2 separate regions of the Triticum aestivum genome follow, and region 1 is linked to region 2. Evidence: chromatin contacts called from public Hi-C data. All regions are on one chromosome and are shown on one strand. The core of a region is the stretch at or near the end of the contact, and the rest is flanking DNA. Distances in the headings are between cores, read along the strand shown.

Region 1 (5,547 bases), core at 1,701-4,200, 37 kb before region 2:
AATTATAATTTAAACCTTCTAACATAGAGAAGAACAAGAATCTCATGCACTGCAACAACATACGAAGACAGAACTGAAAAGGACCTACTCTATGAAAGAAATGCACACTTACTCCATAACTATATACACGTTGTCTTCATCTTCAAAAGCATCATAGAACTGCACTAGGTTGCTGTGGCCTGTCAGAGAGCTCAATATCCTCACTTCTCTTCTGACATCTTCAATTGCTATGGCTGTTGTCATCTGCCCACACACATCATTTGGTGAGACTAGAAAACAGCTTTAACTTAAATATAATGTGTACTCTAAACAGCTAACACACGTCACTTGGTGAGACTAGAAAACAGCTTGAATTTCAATATCAATCTGTATGGTTTTGGAATAACAACTAACAAATAAATGACTGAAACAAGCAAACAGGGTCATAACAAACAAAGTCGGTACGATGAACATAGTATATTACTGGTAAGATCGTGCAACTAAAACAGTGACAAGCACAAAGTCAACCAAAAATAGCTCCTTCGTCCTACTTACACTTAGGCGGGCAACGTACGTAGATCTCGAAACACAAATTATGACACCTTTGTCTTTGTGGCCTATCCAACAACCAGCTACTGTTTAGCCCAATATTGTCCAGCAGTGCACTAGACGTGCAATAAGTGATCAATTATAGGCACCAAGGAATAAAATGCCTCTTGCTGGCATCAGCGCAACCGCAACCCATTTACAATGAAACAAACCATGCCCAAACGGCAGTTGAAATCCTGAAGTTAAAAAAACAGTAATCAAACAACTTCGCTTGTTTCCTAACAACGCCAGTGAGCTCATCTTCTCTAGAAAGGATTGATCAAGAAAAGAAAAGAAAAAAAAAAGCATTGCTACGATTGGTAGAGCGCAAGCACATGCACATGGAATGTGAGTAGCTGTGGCCGGCCATGCATGTACAACAGGAAGATTGCCAGCTCTGCTCATAAAAGCACTGGGCAGGCTGAGGCTCTACAGGGGCCAAATTAAATGGCACCTCATACAATTGCAGGGAGGCGCATAATGAGCAAGGCTCTTTAAACAGAATTGAAGTGTCACTTTTGGCCTGCAGATCTAGCCGAGAGGCTGCCATGAGCATGCCACGGAAGGTGAGGGAGGAAAGAAGATAGGAAGAGTAGAAGACATTGACATGTGGAGCTCGGTGACCATCTCCACTCGCCACCACCAATCCACCATGACCATGATGTTAAGCCAATGAATGCACAGGGGCTTGTCCACGTCTGGATAGATGAGCTCCACCAGGCTCCATCGCCATGAATGCATGCCGCGAGGCGGCGAGCTTTGCCCTACCGGCAAGGGCGAGGTCGTTCTCCCTCCCACCAACAGTCACGAGCGCCCCGGGAGATATGGGTTGCTTTTCGCCAAGCCATGGTTGAACCAAGCGACCCTCTAACGAATACGTAGTTGATAGGACTAGCACAGATGCAAGACGAGCTCGACGGATCCGATTTTCCAAAATCTCAGGCAGAAAAAAAATGCTTAATCGACGAAATGCAAGTCTTGGTCAAACACCTGGAGAAGTCGAGATTGAATCTAACGTGGTGGCAAAAGACGGATCTTGACGACAAAATGAGCAGAGACAGCATCATTCAGACGGACATGCTGATACCGAATCACGCGTAGAAAAAGAAGTGGTAAAATGCAGGGCATGCAGCTGAATATAGACGGCAAGAGACTGAATCGCAGAGACATTTCTGCAAGCAGCTCGAGAACGAGGACATGGCAATGGCGAGGGGAGGAGGTGGGGATGGCGTTAGAGAGTGAGTATCGGACCTTGGCCTTGGGGATGACCTTGACGGCGACGTCCTGGCCCTTGTGCTCGCCCTTCTTGGCCTTGGCGGCGCAGGTGTAGCCGAAGTGGCCGCGGCCGACCTCCTCGCCGAGCTCGTACTTGGCGAAGAAGTGCTTGGAGAAGCCGAAGCTCTTGTCGAGGCCCAGCTCCGGCTCGCCGCCCTCGGGGATGGACGCCTCGTTGGGCTTTACGGAGCCGTGCCGCCGCGCCAGGAGCGCGCGGATGTGCTTGGCCGGCGACGGCGGCGGGAAGGGCCGCTTGAACCCGCCGCGCGCCGGCGTGGACGCCACGCTCGAGTTGGCCGGCGAGCCCTTGTAGCTGGACGCCGGGAGCGGGCTCGGCAGGTAGAAGGGGAACTTGGGCTGCTTCGGCGTGCCCGGCTTCGCCGCGGCCGCCTGCGCCGGCGAGGCGGCCACCCCACCGGCGGCATCGCGGGCGCCGGAGGAGGCCACGCGCGGCTCCTCCTCCGCCTTGGGCTCCGGGATTCGCGAGGGCTTTCCATGACAGAGACCCATGGAGCCCGCGGATCAAGAACCGAGCTCAACGGCCCCGAATCGACGCAAATTCCGCAGAAACCGCGCAGAATTTCCCCCAGAAACGGCGCCGGGCCGGGTCGTCAGAGAGTCTCCCCGCCTTCAAGAACCCGAGAAATCATCCCAAATTCCTGCCTCACCAAGAAAGGAAGTAAGGAACCTGGCTCCACACCACGGCGAACCCGCCCCCAAAATTGGATCCCAATCACGGCCAAAACCAGGCCGCCAGAATCCTTTCCTTGCAGAGAACCCAAATGCCGCCGGAGAAAGAAAGAGAGAGAGCGCGACAGGGGCCTGGGCTGGCCTGGCTTGGCTCGAAGGAGGGAGGGGCGGATCAGAGCAGGGGCGGCGGCAGGAGCAAGAACATATTCCGAGATTCTTGAAGTGACCAAACAATCGGCAAAAGCCGGGGGCTTTGAGCGAAAGGCTTGGATCAGAGCAAGGGGGCACCACCACACCACTGGCTGGCTCTGCCTGCTGCTAGGAAGGAAGGAAGGGGAGAAAAGAAAGAAACACCCAGCTGGGGAGTGAATCCTGTGATGAATTGGGAGGGGAGAAAAGGGGAGGAGGGAAGGGAGGGGAGGGAGAGGAGCTCTGCCTTTTCCTTTTCAGCTCCTTCTTTTTTCCCCTTTTCTTTTGTAGCTGTAGCTGTAGCCCCCCTCCAACGCCTCCACACACACCATCGCCATGTATGTGCTGTGCTTTGGTGAGGGGGAGGGCAATGGGGACCTTGGGGCTGGGGTGGGGGGTGGCGCAAGACAACATGGGTGGCTGGCCAGGCCAGGCCAGGCCAACTATTTCTTCTTTCTTTTTTTCTCTCCCCTGTTTCTGTTGCCATTCTACTCCTTGTTTGCTGGTCACCACCCACTCACCAGGGCAAGGGAACAACTGTACTGACAAAACTTCCACGGGATACATGCAACTTATTCAGCAGCATCATCTACTTGGAACCTCAGGGGATCTATCCCAGAATGATCCTGCTCTCAAATACCTAGAAAAATTTCCAACATTCAAACTCCAAACGCGCAAACTCGGCGGTTCGGTCCGGCCAAATGATACTGCAGGTATATACTACTCTCTCCGTTCACAAATACAAGATGTTCTAACGTTTTAGTTCATTGTTGAAGCAAAATACAACTTTTCTCTAGACCATTATGAACAAATGGATTGTTCGTCTTTGCTGATCCAGTATTTTTTTAGTTTCCAAAATTTTACTGAAAAGAAGCCTCATGTCTGTCTCGCTCTTAATCTGAACTTCTCAAGCCACCCTTCTCTCCATCTCCAATCCAAAAAAAAGGCCACGCCGCACGCACAGCACAGGCTGTCCTTGCGAGCCGAGCTGAGCTCCTCCAGTCCAACCTCAACCTCCCGAGGTATTAAACTGGGGAGTAATGGAGGCATCAATGCTGCTTGCTTGCTACTACTCCCCTCTCCTCTTCTCTCCTCTTATTTTCATATCCCATTAGAGCAAGTACAATAGTCCTACTAAGCAGGCTATAAGGGATTCCACATCAGCAATATTCTGAGCTGGAGGAGAGTTAAGACAGGAGAGAGAAGGTAGCGAGCGCTTCATCAAGCGCCCGGCTACAACACAAGACGCGAGAAAGTTCCGCCTGCTTGCAGCCCGAAGCAAGCGCTAGTGCTGCCGTTTTCTGTTCCCAGCGTCCCTCTGTCCAATGAACAGCGTTTTGCATGCATGCAAACATTGATTACTTTAACTATCTAGCAGCTTGTATAGAGCCAGTCTTATTGCACGAGATTTCTTTTATGAAGGCTACTGCTGACATGGAGCTCGTATACAGCCAGTAGCCGGCGCTTCTATTAACCATGCTCTTACCTAAGCAATGTTGACTTGAGCAGGCTGCCTCTGGATTGTATACTTCATTTGCTCTTCAGATCTCAACAAGGCTTCCTGTCGCTGTCTCACTGTAATCTTGCATCACTTCTTTTTCATGATTTTTTACCGGGGAGTTATGGTGTAAATTTATGTCGACTTCACGTGCTTTTCCGGCTATTAAATATTTTGCATAAATGGCATAGATTAATCAGAAAAAACCTCAGTGGTTCAGCTATTAGTTTACAGGTAAGGTCACTTTCACTCATGCACCTTTCGGTCCCCATAATACCATATGTGTGACAAAACTCAAACTTGTGAACCCCCTTCTTCTCGACCGGTCAGGTCCCGTTTGAAACGCGGAAGCTATTTTCGGTTCCGGCGGAAAAATGAGCCGGCTCTCGAAAATTCTCGTGAAACCAGATTATTAACGCGTTCTGAACAGGACCTTATAGATTGTGTACGAGATAATTAAAGTGTGTCGGCTTTGAATACAACGTTTTGTGTGTGACCAGTTGGTCAGGGTTTTGGACTCCCTGTGGTGGTGGAGTCTAGAAATGTTGATTTCCATGGATTAGAGGAACTTTCTGATTAGAAATTTGAGAGATTACGATGGGTAAGAAATGTGTGAGCATCTGATGAGACACTCCGCGGGAAGCAACCCATTACCCATGCAGTTGGTTTTCTGTAAAGGGGAGTAAGATCCAGTGGACAGATGTCTTTAATCAATCATTTTCTCCTAATGGGAAATGGCGGAAAAGCGTCCATTAAGGATCTGAAAAATGCGGTGAGCAGAATTCTTCCCACACGTGAAGCGGATCTAGATAAATAAGTCCTGGGCTTTGGTAGATTCTTTCTAGAAAAGATTACATGGTCTTTTTCTTCTTTTGTGAGGAAAAGTTTACAAACCCTAAAGCGATGTATACTGTTTTGGAAAAATCCCAGAATATTTTGATCTAGAACAAAGCAAGGAAGCCAACATTATGTGATACTCCCTCCGTTCACAAATATAAGATGTTCTAACTTCTTTGTGAATCGGATGTATATAGACACGTTTCAGTATGTATGTTCACTAGTTTCAGTCTCTATGTACTTAGTCCATATTGAAATATCCAAAATATCTTATATTGGTCAACAGAAGGCGTACTAGATAGTCTATATCAAGTATTCGAGAAAAGATAGTCTATATCAAACCTGAAAAATACTACTGTTGCACTAAAACTGATTTTCAAACATCTGTATATATACCCTGATCTCTAGTTGAACTTATCATTTATGTTGGCATAGATTTTCCCTCACCTAATACTAGTAGTACTAACTACTTTCCTTGGAAATTCCTGAAC
Region 2 (5,162 bases), core at 497-2,996:
GTTTGTCTAAGGGCCATGTCAACACTACATCGCCCACTTTATGTGCTTAGGGCGATAAGTCTACCTCAGCCATGTTTATGCTTAGGACGATGATCATATATTGGTCATTGCTTGTTTGGGCTCCTTGATGCAAACTTGGGTGAAATTTCTTCAATTTATTTTTGTTTTTTCAAGCATTTGAAAAGAATACCATCAACAATCCAGCGATAAAGATCATTATACTGATAAAGATCATTATGTACTCTAGTTGTAAGCTCTCAAATATTTCTCCTACCTTACAGGAGGAAATACAGACGGTTGAAAATATTTTAGTGATACTTGTTAGCCACTCTCTTGTATAAACGTCAGGTACTAGATTTCCAACAAATCCCTTTCACATGTACTTGTACTTGAAGATGAATCCTCGTTACCCATTCCTTTCAAAACGATTATACATGGACATGCACGACCAATTATGTACGGGGTCATGGATGAGCTGGCCGAGTCCAAAAAAAACACAGAGAAGTTTGACTAATCAGAGTTATTGGAACTGAATCAACTGATCTATGATATATTTAGACCCAATCAAAGCACTTGTCATTGTGCGTATATATATGTACAAAAACGCGTTAGACACACAGCTACAACTACCTGGGTTCTACCAGTACTACACATCGTATTTGTATGCATATACTCCACACACTATACTATTACTATTTCTAACCAGTAGTGATCTGCTGGAAAATAAAGATTAATTGCTCATATCATTGCATGGTTAATCAGATATTAAATCCCAGTCCAAACCTAACAACGACCTAGACAAACCCCTGCGGTTGCAACTAATTAGATCGTGGAGATCTTCACCACACACACGCCATACATCGTCACAGCTCACGTGAGCTTGCATTGCATTGGAGATGCACATCAACCTCTTAATTTCATGACCAGTTCCTTCAACTGCTAGCCTACTGCTCCCCAGCCTCCACCGAACAGCAGCAACTCGTTGTCATGAGCCCATAAACGCCATTGACCTTGCTTGTTGTTTACACCTGACAGGTAATCATGCTTTGCTTGAAGTTGAACTGATCAACACCGCCAAGCATGAGGCTAACTAAGCATATATAGGATGGTCAAATGAGCATAGGCTCATCCTGTCATCCATAGTTAGTTGCCCCATCATCCGTGGTTAGCTTTCGTCGTGTTTGTTTAGGCTGCAACTTTCGCAGAAAAACGCGGCTTGCGGCGGGTTGCTTCGTGAGGCAGCCTGCCGCGCCGCAGTGTGTACATTGCAATGTTTCTAAACAAATGACGAGGTCCATTAATCAACTTGTGCCCTAATTAAGAGCAAGAGCACTTTTGAGGTGGTGCTTGCCAATGAGCATCCACTGGTCGGCAATGTGTGTGAGGTCATGGTTTCATCACCACCACTGCATCCATGTCATGCCATGCGTGTGACCAACAACTCCATCAGCTTATGCCTTGAGCACATACGCTTTCCAGATTCCCATGCCATCATCCTCCCCTTCCCTGACATTATTTATACCTATCCATCAGCACAAGAAAACAAGCAGGCTTCTGAATTAACCTTTTGTCATGGCTGATCTGTAAACACTATCTCAAGACTGTCATACACCTACCGGCCGGCCGGGGCGGCTGGTCGTCGCCGGCGGTGGTCTAGAGCGTGACGGCGGCCGGTAGCCTAGACGTCACCGGCCGTCTCCGGGCCAGATGAGATAGCCTTGAAGGCCAAGTTGGCAACCTGTAGTATGTATATGTGTGTATCCGTCCTGGTGGCTGGACCATCCTGGTGCTAACTGACAGGGATGTTGCCACCGGCCCTTTGCTATTAACACAAGCAAACAGACATCGAGACAGAAGCAACATCTTGTATTTATCAGTTGGGTATCTGGTCATGCTGCGTTGAGTTTGGCACTCACTGCTGCTGCTACATGTATAGCACTAGTACAAGGATGTGTATGTGCAATTGGTGGCCAAGGATCCTCTGCGCCCATGCGTGTGTGGCCGTTGTGACGAGAGACGACACTTCTGCTTGGAAAACTTAGGGCTCCTTTGGTCCAAAGGAATTCCATTGGAGGCTTGAAATCCTTATAAATTTTTCTTACATTTCATATAAGAAATCTAACATCTATTCCAACATTTTTACAATTCCTTTGTTTTTCGGTGGCATCAAATACTCCTTGGTCCTTGCTAATCTTGCCACTTCAATCCAATTCTATACTTTTTCTATTCCTGTTTTTCCAGAATCCTGTGGATCAAATCAAAGAGGCCCTTAACGGTTTCCTCAAGCAGCTGGTCAGATCGGGTAGCAGACACATAGCAGCTCATTATACAAACAGACAAGAGTACGAGCTAATTAGGCAAGCATGTGCATGCAGTTCCATTATGTAATGGTGGTGGAAAAAAATTCTCCTCTCATGTGGAGTGGCAGTACTGGATTATGCAATGCAGCTCAATCATTGGGCAGCCAATCAACCTCCTCCTCTTTTACGTGCTCATGTTCATCCTGTGTTTCATTTCATGGAGGAGGAAAGGAATCTCTGCAAAACACACCCCCACACACACATGCAAGCATATATAGGCAACAGTGTGCCCGCAAAAAAGCAAGTAAAAGAAGAGGTGAAACCATGCGGCAATGCTGCCAACGGTGAAGAGAGTGGCCGCTCTCCTTTTTCCTTTTCCCCACTTTTACTTTTCCCTCAGGCAGTGCCCAGTAAATTGCTCTTCTTTTCGTACGCCCTTTCAGGTGTTTGGGTTGGGCGCCGCTCCTTTCCTGGCCCCCAATTTGACCCGACTGAGTGAGTGACTGACACCTGCATGCCTCAACCTCAAGCATCGGATGCGGCGGCTGTGGAAAAGCCAGGAAAGAAAGAAAGAAACCAATCAAGTCTTGATGCCTTTCTCGTCTGATGATGAGGCCGCAAGATACTACTCCTACTAGTAGCTGAAATCCAATCATGGCCAGTGAATGAGAGGCGTTGGTTAATCTACGGGGCACATTGCCATTACGACTAAGTTGACTGATGCCGGTGGCGATTCAGAGAAGATCGCTAGCTAGGGTACGGTATCCAAAGCGTGATGCCGATTTTCATGACCAAACTTGTTGGTTAATAAACCCAGACGTTGATTTCGCTCGCCTAATTAGTTATGAGGCTAAACAAGATGGGCGTCCAAATGGATCTTAATCGTGTTGGTTGCAACATAGTGGTTGCAGGGTTCTTGGACTCTATCCATGGCGCTACGCCACTACTCTTTCCATCTGCTGCATGGGACCATTTCCAACCTCCAATCGCCAACCTGTCCTGACCAGTAGTAAACCACTAAAATCAGTAGTACAAGGAATTGCTCATCCGCTCCTTGTACACCACTAAAATCAGTAGCAAGCAAGCTGCCGAAAATCCAACTCGGTGACCAGGCTCATCCGCACTTGGTCAGAAAAAAATTCAAAATAAATACTTAAAAAATTCAAAAAAATCCATTTTTTTGTGTGATAGATAATTTTATGCGTGAGGTTAACTCGAAATTTCAACTTATTTGGACATCTGAGAAGCTCGCAGAAAAAAAAAATCGGGTCAGAACAATGTGTAAACAGTAAACATTCTTACAGACCCTGAATTTGCCTTTTTTGCTGAGAGTTTCTTAGATGTACAAATGAGTTGAAACTTGGAGCGCACCTCACGCGTAAACTTATCTACCACACAAATTTTTTTGGAATTTTTTTAGTATTTGTTTTGATTTTTTTTGTCAGAGCGGGTGCAAATGAACTCGGGAGCAGAAACGCCGCGCTCGCAAGCTGCCTACAATTTAACAACTTTTAGAGCAAGAAAGCTTAGATAAGCTATGTTTCAAAAAAAAAACTTAAGAGAAGTGGAAGTGTTGTTGTGTGGCCAAGAGGGCTGGGGGTCTGTGGGGCTAGAGATCCTTCATCGTCAATGGTCTTCATACAGACACTATTCGTGTACGTGCTTGCATCTCCCTGTAATCGAAAACGAACCAACGTTTTCTACTGTTTCAGAAGCAGACCGGGTACAGTGCGGTTCATCCCGGTTTCGGATTATAGCGGAAGGCAGGTCCAGTGCAACGCATCAGCGTTAGCAACAGGATCCGGCACAGTTTCGTGACCTCCCCTCTTCTTGGCAGCATCAGCGTTAGCGATGGCTTCAAATCTTGGACTGCTTCCGAGCTACTCCCTCCGTTCCGAATTACTTGTCTTAGATTTGTCTAGATACGGATGTATCTAGAATGCTAGATACATCCGTATCTAGACAAATCTAAGACAAGTAATTCGGAACGGAGGGAGTAGGAAGAAATAAGAAAAGCAAAGCCGCCGACGACGCGTCGGCTTGCCTCCGTGACAAGCTCTGCTCTGCTCTGCTGACCAGGGCAGGCCTTGACGAGTTGTCGCGATGAGATTCGCTACGTGGCAAGGGCGAGGAACAGGCTAAAGAACAACCAAGAATTTTGGATCCACATCGCATGCATCAGCAACTTGGCATGGGAGCATTGCGAGACAATGCAGGGCAGGGATGATGAAGATTCATCGATTCATCCAGTGTGGGTTTTGGTGCTTTACCTAGGTGGCGCCAAGCACGAGCCCATGGCGATCCAGAGCATCTTCAGGCCCTGCAAGCAAGCACCTCTCAAGTAGTCAAGTTCATATGATGCAACTGCTTCTGGCAGCTCTTTCTTGATTGAATCCTCTCGATCAAGGACTTCCATCAGTGCCTGGTCATCTCATTGGTACTTGATAGACGGTATAGGAAAAACGCTGTGACGTCGTGACCCGAATCGCTTCTTGATTTAGCGAAAAGGGCCACGACCGGCGAGTCATTTAAAAGTTGTGCTGAATCAATCAGCGCCATATCAGGACTGATGCTAGTGTTGTACTACTGTTTTCTCCCATGGAGTGGAGAGATGCAAACTAGAGACCACATCATGTTCAGGGCCAGCTCAGCAGATCATGCAGGCGGTAACATTGGCTTTCCTGATAGGAGGCTCCACATCTTGTTCCTGTCTGATGGAATTGTCACCCAAGCATTCCATCGGAGGCGTCATTTGAGGGTGATGTCGAATATGACGCCTTCGAGATCTGTGATGGTTGTTCTTGTCCCGTCCACTTCCTTGACAACCATTCCACGTTTTTCAGCTTCCTTCAGTACTAGTGC

Evidence for each region. Hi-C and Micro-C count contacts between places; a contact is called where the count stands out from the background.
Region 1: a contact with region 2 is called in a Hi-C map of leaf, with 2.3 times the contacts expected there. The contact joins the promoter of LOC123044022 here to the enhancer-like site in region 2. A contact is called at or near these places in 2 of 5 Hi-C or Micro-C datasets (both in leaf).

Annotation. Positions count from the first base shown.
Region 1 is chr2B:152,455,295-152,460,841 of IWGSC CS RefSeq v2.1, reverse strand. It overlaps LOC123044022 (calcium/calmodulin-dependent serine/threonine-protein kinase 1), which reads right to left and starts at 2,950. Exons shown (of 11, transcript XM_044466638.1): 1 at 1,819-2,950; 2 at 113-243. The coding sequence starts at 2,352.
Region 2 is chr2B:152,417,410-152,422,571 of IWGSC CS RefSeq v2.1, reverse strand. It overlaps LOC123044019 (protein N-lysine methyltransferase METTL21A), which reads right to left. Exons shown (of 8, transcript XM_044466636.1): 8 at 4,755-5,162. The coding sequence ends at 5,049. Among protein-coding and RNA genes, the nearest start is that of LOC123044019, 6.3 kb to the right of the region's middle. Within about 2 kb of position 1,746, at least 3 of the 8 cell types and tissues checked have an H3K27ac peak or open chromatin away from gene starts, as enhancers often do. A contact at or near this core is called in leaf, where this site is marked.